Regions from separate parts of the Rattus norvegicus genome. Here region 2 is linked to region 1. Evidence: chromatin contacts called from public Hi-C data. All regions are on one chromosome and are shown on one strand. Each heading gives the region's core, a stretch centred on a gene start, on an enhancer-like site or on the middle of the called end of the contact. The rest is flanking DNA. Distances are from core to core; before and after follow the strand shown.

Region 1 (4,064 bases), core at 802-3,301:
TGTACCCTGGTTACAGTCATGGATGTGAAAGTACTGTGGTCAGAGACCCCACCATCCACATGTGGCTCTGTGTCTGTGGCACTGGGTTCCAGGGACTGCCAGTGTGGATGGTGGAGGTGGTGGCTGTGAGGTGGCAGCTGCGGTGTGGGGCCAGGTGGGATGGAGATGGCCCGGAGGCCTCCAGGGTCAGCTTGGAAGGCTCCTCAGAGCTGTGGTCCAGCACAGACCCAGCAGAGGCCATCCAGGATGGCAGCTGAGAAGTTCTCCAGAAGCAGGTAAGAAGGTGTCATGGGGGTGAGGAGAAGGAAGGTGCAGACCGGCAGGACCCAGGAGAGCCCCACACTCCCAGCCCTGGCCAGAAGCTCCTTGAATATTATGGAGTTGCTGGTAGCCATTGGGCAAAAAAGGTGAGCAATGAGACCTGCTAGTCCTTGTCAGTCCTCTGATGCCACATGCCCCAGGCTCTTCTTGCTCTGTTGGTGCGGACCAGTGAGGAATAAACATTTCCTTGTCCTGTTTCCAGGAGCCTCTTTGGGATGTCCCAGCAGTGTGGAGGGAGAGAGGGCTCACTGGACTGGGTGTGGGATGGTAAAGCCCGTACCAGGTTAGGATGGAGAGGCTTGAACCCTCTCTGGCTTCTCTGGAACCAAGAGAGAAAAGCCAAACAGACATTTCCAACCCCCAGTGTAGGCTGTGTTGTTACTGAGTTCTGGCAACAGAGAGATTGGCTGTGGCCGCTCCTTACGTGGGATCAGTTAAAGTTCAACCTCATCCTGGGCTGCTATCCCTGACTCTTCTCACCCCAGAGTGGGGTGGGGCTGACCCAGCCGGAAACCATGGGCCTCGCCAGACCCAGTGAGTTCAGTGGCTGCTGCTGGCAGTCACGGCTTGTTTACTCACTTGGTTATTTGGGGGTATGTGTATGTGTGTGAGTATTTTCATGTGCGTGTAGGCGTGTGTAGTTCAGAAGATAACCTGCAGGGTTGGTGCTCTCCCGCCATTCTATGGAACCCAGGTATTAAACTCAGGTCCTCAGTCTTTCACACACCTAGCCACCTACCCAGATGGCTGTCTGAGGTTGTCTTTATCTGACTGAAATCTTCAGGGTGAAACCCAGCTGCCATTTATCAGCCTCTCTCCGAAGTCACCCAAGGGCCGGAGTGGATGCGTACCTGTGGAACTTCCCCAACTCTTTGGTCACCTGAAGTCAACTCATCTCCCACGATTCCTGAAAGGATGTAGCCAGCCTGACCCTAGTGTAAGTCTGAGCTGTGCCCCTTGGTGGCAGCTGTCCCTGTGTGTCCTCTTTCTCCTCTCATAGCCGCCTAAGAGACAAACAGGAGTTCACCCCCTCCTACAAGAAAATGAGGCTCAGAGAGGGCAGGCAACTTGGCCAAGGCCACACTGCCAAGCTCAAATTCAAACCAGACACCAAAGCCTAAACTTTCCCAGATGCCCCGAGGGCAGTGGCTGAGTGGCCCCCAGTTGGTCCCATACAGGATATGGGTCGGAATCTCAGCCAAGTCACAGCCCTGGGTGTCTGAGTAGGTTCTGGAGAAAATTGTGCATGGGTGAGGACCCTGAACTTCCAGGAGCCTCCCTTGTGCATTTGGGGATCAATGTAGAGCCTCAGCAGGGGCTCACTGTGCTGCCTAGCAGATCCAGAGAGATGGAGTAACCAGGCCAGAGGAGCGCATGGGAGGTGGTGGGAGAGGGTTAGACCAGCCACAGGGCCTGGTACCTGGAGTTAATCTTGAGGCATGGCCTCAAATTCCTGGCCCTCTGGTTTTTAGTTTGTGAAACAGAGCAGTGTTTGCAAAACAGGCTGGGTTCGCATGCACAGCACTGCCCTGCCCCTGAGCCTCTGGAGCTTCTGCTGTGCTGAGAGTCTCTTGGCTCCAGGAGGCTGAAATCCAAAGCATGTGGGGAGGAATTTATTTCCCTTCCAACTCCCTTCCTGCCCTTTGCCTGTCACGGACTCCTCCAGGCTTGGCTAGCAGAAGGTCAAACCTCCAGGATTTGCCAGAAGGCTCCCGGAATCTCCAACTGACTTCCCTGTCCAAGCCAAGGAATTTTTAATTTGTATTTTCTGCTTTTCTAGGGCTGCTGGGGGCAGGGCCTCTGTGCTGCTGCCTCGCCACCTGGTGGTCACATCCGGAACTGCAACATTTCTGAGTGCGGGGGGGGGGGGGGGTTGGGGGTGGGGGGAGGGCGCCGAGCACGCCCTGGGCCCGCTGTGAGGTTGTGGCTCTCACCTCTCTGGGGTCTCAGTAAACTCGTTGGGATGAGGTGAACACCTGTTCTTCACAGAACCAGGCTCACTTAAGGGCTCCCCTCAAGGAAACCAAAGGCTTTCAGATGAACTTACTAGTTCCTGCCCTCAAAGACAAGGTCTCCTACTTAAAGTGGTGAGGGTAAATGAGATAATGAACCAATAAACACTTACTTCCACCCCCCCCACTACTACCCACCACCACCTCCACCATCACCGTCATTATCACAGTTATAACCATGTCATGTCAACCACCATAATCTGTCATCACCACCACCACCATCACCACCATCATCACCATCACTACCACCACCATCACCACTACCACCATCATCATCATCACCACCATCATTACCATTATCACCATCATTACCATTATCATCACCACCACCACCACCATCACCACCACCACCACCACCACCACCATCACCATCACCACCCATCACAATCTTTACCACAACCACCACTGTCACCATCACCCAGCACTACCTCCACTGCTGCCATCATTCCTGTGAGTATCACCATCTTCAGCACCATCGACACATCACCGTCACCTCTGTTACTGCTCTCTCACTACCATCACCATGGTGGCTACTAATACCATCACCGTCATCCCGGGGACCCCCACTGCTTCTCTTTGTCTTTGCCAGCTGAGGCTGTAACCAGGCAGACCCAGTCCTGCTCCTCAGAAGGCAGGGACAGGACACTGCAGCGTCTCTCACTCTGGCGTCCACTCTGATCCGTTCCCAGCCCATCCTTGTGAGCAGACCTGGCAGAAAGACAGCAACAGTCACCACGAAGGCCACCAGCTTCCCAGTCAGACCGCTGGGCAGGAGGTACTGATGGGCCATGGGTAGGGCATCCATGCTGGTTCTTCGCTTTCCCCCTCCTTGAGGGCATCACTTCAGAGACCCCTGGAGCGTCAGGAGCCCACTGCTGTACTCTCTTCAAATCCTCTTCACTCTTGGCCAGCAGCACTTCAGGTGGATCTTGTGTCACAAAACTTCATCTTTTCAAACCTTCCAGAATTCATTCACATAGAAGCTTTTTTTTTTTTTAAATAAAAAAAAGAAAGATGGAGGAAGGAAGTTTCATACTCAATCCTTAGTCCTCTTTCTTTTTGGGGGGCGATGCAGGGTGGAAGCCTGGTGCTCTACCATTGAGCCATACCTCAGCCCCTGTCCCTCTGTGTGTGTGTGTGCGCGCGCGTGCGTGTGCGTGTGTATGTGGGGGAGGATGCTGGGTGTCAATCATTCTCCACTGTGTTCCCTTGATACAGTGTCTCTCTGAACCTGGAACAAGGCTGTCAGCCACCAAGTCAGGAATCCTCCTGTCTCTGCCTCCCCAGTGCTGAGATCACAAGTGCTGCTCTACCACACCTGACATTTTCAAAGTGTTCTGGGTGTGGACTCAGGTCCCTGCCTCTGCAGCAAGTTAAAGGCAAGATAAAGTGTGGTTCAGAGCGCTATTTCTCCGCAACTCCACCCCGACGTCTGTTCTATTTATCTATGGCTGTACAGAGAGGAACCAGCCACAAACAGGAGCTGCTGGGGAAGGCAGCTCTTAGTGCAGTGAGCGTATGCTCAGAAGGCTTGGGGTGGCTGACCTCTCCATGGCACCAGCTGTTGGGCTTGACAAGGCATTGGATTCCTCTGAGCTTTGCTGTTCCGTGGACATTTCTCCTGGATGTTAACCTGAGCAGGATGCAGTCCTGACCATCTAGGGTCAGCGCGGCATCAGAGGGCTGCAATGAGTCAGTTGTCACACTTCACAAAGACAACAGAAAGCCATG
Region 2 (4,459 bases), core at 1,889-4,388, 89 kb after region 1:
ATGATACATACAAACATGCATACATGATAGACAGACAGACAGACAGACAGACAGACAGACAGACAGACAGACAAAATGTTCCCTTTTCCCTGTTTTGTAGACAGGGTCTCACTACATAGTCTTGGCTGGCCTGAAAATCACTATGTAGATGAGGCTAGCCTCAAACTCACAGAGCTCCACCTGCTTCTGCCTCCTGAGGGCTGGGATTAAAAGCATGTAGCCCCACACCCAATGAGCTTTTTTTTTCTTTTTTAAAATAAGTGTGTAATGTGTGAGATGCCGTGTGTTTTGTGGCTCTCCTGCCATCTTCCCTCTTCTCTCCTCCCCCACTTCAGGTTCTTTTCGTCTCTCACTTCCAATGTATTCTTTTGCCCACCCTCATCCTTCCTGATCACCTAATATTGGCTTTTCTTGTTCTCCTTTCTGGAGTTTTGAGGTTCAGCAGGGTTTACCCATCCTGATACCTGTTAAAATACATACATACATACATACATACATACATACATACATACATACACACATACATACATACATTACAACCCAGGATCCTAACTTGAGGAAAAACATGTGGTTTTCACTTTTCTAAATTTGGGCCATCTCATTTAATATTGTCCATTCCGGATACATCTATTTTCCTGTGAATTTCTGGTTTTGATTTCTCTTGCAACCGAATGATGTACTTTGTGTCTGTGTACCACATTTTCATTATCCATTCATGCCCTGGTAGATGTCTAGGCTGCTCCCATCTCAGGTTTCAGCTTTCTGTGGTGTGGACACGGGGTGCCTAGACCACCCCTGTTTATGTCCTGCACCTAGCACATGTAATCTATCTGCTGTGTTTGCCTGAGCACCCTGAGGCCTGAGGGTTCCACTCATCTCAGTAAAACAGCAGCTCCCAGAACCCGGGAGCTAGTATCCCAGAAGTAATGGGCAGGATGAGCATGACCCCTCTGGAGGAAGGACATATGTATCCCATACCATTCTTGTGGCTGAGGCCCAGTTACCCACCTACGTACCGGTCCATCGGCCTGCCCTTCCCATGACTTCCTCTATTACTACTTAACAACTAAATCTACTCTCAGGAACTGCTCCTGATGAGCCATGCCAAGATAACAGCACACACACACACACTCACACACACATGCACACACACACTCAGGCGTGCATGAGCACATATACACACACACTCAGATGTGCATGTGCATACACACACATACATGCACACACACATGCACACACACACACACTCAGGCGTGCATGTATACACACACACACTCAGGCGTGCATGTACGTACACACACACACACTCAGGTGTGCATGAGAACATATACACACACTCAGACGTGCATGTGCACACACACACACGCACACACACACACACACACACACACACACACACACAATGTACTGAAGTTTTAGAGATGAAAAGCCAACTTCTAAAGACAGGCAGAAAGCAGGAGAACCCAATCGAGATCTGTACAAACGTTTCTTACGTGGATACTGCTTAGGTTTTTGTCTACTTGACTCGAACCTAGAGAGAGGTTTGACTTGAGATCCTAAAGGCCAGAAGAAAGTCCCAGCCCTGGTAGCAACTGGGCTAGGTGAGACAGTTCACCGCCCTCTCCAAGGTGGAAGGGGTGAAATGGAACGGGCTCTACACAAGTGGCTGTATGCCCAGTTCAGTGCCTTGGGGTTGGTCCCAAATGACTGACAGGTCAGACGTGCAGAGGTGACAGTAGACACTCCTGAGCCTGTAGGAAGCCATCATCGCTACAGTGGCTGGAGATAAGGCTGACTGCTCAGTCCAACCCCAAAACATTAATAACCTCTGCCACACTGTGTACTCATCTTCTTGCTTCAGGCCCCTCCACTGGCCGACCCCGTATCCAGTCTTCATTTTCTCCAAACTTCTTATAGTGTGCTCTCTAGACACATGTCTATCCTGATAAGCCCCTAAGCCCCCAAGCACCCTCACCTGCCTCTGTCTTCACTAGCAGCAACGGTGACGTAGATCAGCAGGTTCCTCCTGGCACTCTGCCCATGGGCTGTTAGGACCACCTGGAAGACCATGTCCCAACAACTGGGGATCAGGTTCAATGTGGACTCTACATCCAAACAGTTCCCAGAAGATCTGGATAACCCACTGTGGGAACCCTGAAGCTCCACAAGTCCTCTGGTCCAGGAGAGCCAGTTGACAGTCTCTGCGGTGAAATCACAGCACCTGGTCCGAGGCCATGCCCTCCACAGGGGAAGATAGCACACAGTGTAGCCAGGGTGACTGACATTCTCTTCTATGGTGGGACTTTGGAAACAGTGTGGTGGTTTGAATGAAAATGACCCTTGTAGGCTCCTGTATTTGCATGCATGATTCCCCAGGTGGTGAAACTATTTGGGAAGGATTAGGAGGTGTGGCCCTGTTGGAGGAGGTGTGTCACTGGGCTTCGAGATTTAAAAGGCCCATACCATTCCCAGTTAGAGCTTTCTCTCTCTGCCTTGTGTTTATGGACCAGAATGTAAACTCAGTTACTGCTCCAGCGCCATTCCTGCCTGCCTGCTGTCATGCTCCCTGCCATGATGGTTGTGAACGCTAACCCTCTGGAACCCTGAGCCCTCATAGTAAATGCTTTCTTCTATAAGTTGTCTTGGTTGTGGTGTCTCTTCACAGTCATAAAAAAGTCATCAAGTCACACAGAATCTTTGTTCTCCCACCCTGTGTGAGCATCTGAGACCTATTTCAGAACAACAAAGCAAGGCGTTCCCACCCAACCCCGCTCTCCTCCCACCTTCCTCTCGCCCTCTTGTGCCTGAAAGTGTCCACAGCCACTCCTGCACCCTCCTCCCTTAACCATTCACAGATGTCACACACACACACACACACACACACACACACACACACACACACACACACACCTTAGACCCCTGAGAAGCTGTTCTTACCAATGATTAAGATAACTGCCTGAAGTCCATTGGTAACTCTTAAGAGAACAGTAAAAGCTTGACCTTGGTCCTATGGGAGATGTGATCACTCAACACTGTGTTTCCTCTGCTGCCTTCCACCTCGAGGTGGTACACGGCCAGGAGGAGCACTCACCCAAGACTGTGCTATGATCTTTGGACTTTCAGCCTTTGAGACTCCTCCCAATAAATAAATGTTAGCCTGCCTTGGGTGTTCCATTACCATAACAGCAAGTGGACTGATACAGGAGACTGCAGCAGGCTGGGAACTCAACCCTGTTCTCGGTCCTGAGGTCCTGCACCAAGTACTCTACCTGTCCTCTGTTGTGGAAAGGGAAGGTTTTCTTAGGTCCTGTCAGTGTTAATCAGCCCTTCCTCCCTTCTATGCATCCTCTGCAAACCCCCATTCCCAGCACCACCTCCTGTAGCTCTCAAATACCAGGAAATTGACTTACATTTTATCCTGGATTTTGTCCCTGGCCATTACAAGTAGTAGTGTGAGCAGCTATTCTGCCATCCTGCGGCACGGACCACCACCAATGAACTCCTCATCACCCATCACTGGAGAGGTGTCCATCTGCAGACCACCTCAATCTAGTTCACTTCCCAAGGCCCATCACCTGAGAAGGGTCCCATGAGCACAGATGCCCCTCTATGCAGGAATGCACAGCACAATCGGCTACACACCAAGCGCTACACAGAATGGATCCCTACCTCCCAATGCTTGGGAGAGGAGCCTGAGATCTAGAGGATACCGGTTGGGACAAGTCCCCAGAGGGTAAGGGCAAAGGACAGGGAAGGGAGGGGCTCAATAAACACTATGGATTATCTCTCTCAGAATGAGTGTTGAAGTTTAATCCCCATTATGAGAGATTAAGAAGATACAGGGCTCTGCCCTCCCAAGTGGATTAATCCACTCCCGTGATAAATGGATTGATGAGTTAATGGGTTATCTCTGAAGTGGCTCTGTTACAGAAGCCAGCTGGCTAGATCTCATGAGAACCCTGCCTCTTGCCATGTGATGCCCTGTGCTGCCTCGGGATTCTGCCAACAAGAATATCATAGATGCAGCCCCTTGACCTTGGACCAGAATCATGAACCAAAATTAACCTCCTTTCTTGATTGCTTCCCCAGCCTGTGGGATTGCGTTATCTGCAGCAGAAAAAGACAAAGACAAGGGATTTGGTCTTAGAGTTAAGTCCAGCCCTGGACATATTCACAGAGGCTTGGGGACATCAGCTGTACACTACATTTATCAAGATCTGACGGACAGTACAGCTTCCTGGCCATTGCATTAGTTAGCCATTGACTGTAGGCTGTATCCAGAGCCTGCCAGACCTGGTGGCTCCCTCCATGGAGGGGCCCTCACCACACAAGAGAGATCTGGTTGGGATGCCAGGAGAAACTACCAGACAGAGCACGTACGTCCCAGAGCTCAGCCGTCTCCTCTACTGCCTCAGGCTTACCCACTGATCAATCACCATTCCACTGTCTCTGGTGCGTG

What was found. Hi-C and Micro-C count contacts between places; a contact is called where the count stands out from the background.
Region 2: a Hi-C map of kidney shows a contact between it and region 1, with 2.4 times the contacts expected there. The contact joins two enhancer-like sites. A contact is called at or near these places in 5 of 12 Hi-C or Micro-C datasets (Schwann cells, frontal cortex, kidney and 1 more).

What each region holds. Positions count from the first base shown.
Region 1 is chr1:213,313,325-213,317,388 of GRCr8, forward strand. No RefSeq gene overlaps it. Among named protein-coding and RNA genes, the nearest start is that of Slc22a12, 34 kb to the left of the region's middle. Within about 2 kb of position 2,052, at least 31 of the 93 cell types and tissues checked have an H3K27ac peak or open chromatin away from gene starts, as enhancers often do. A contact at or near this core is called in kidney, where this site is marked.
Region 2 is chr1:213,401,518-213,405,976 of GRCr8, forward strand. No RefSeq gene overlaps it. Among named protein-coding and RNA genes, the nearest start is that of Rps6ka4, 58 kb to the right of the region's middle. Within about 2 kb of position 3,139, at least 3 of the 93 cell types and tissues checked have an H3K27ac peak or open chromatin away from gene starts, as enhancers often do. A contact at or near this core is called in kidney, where this site is marked.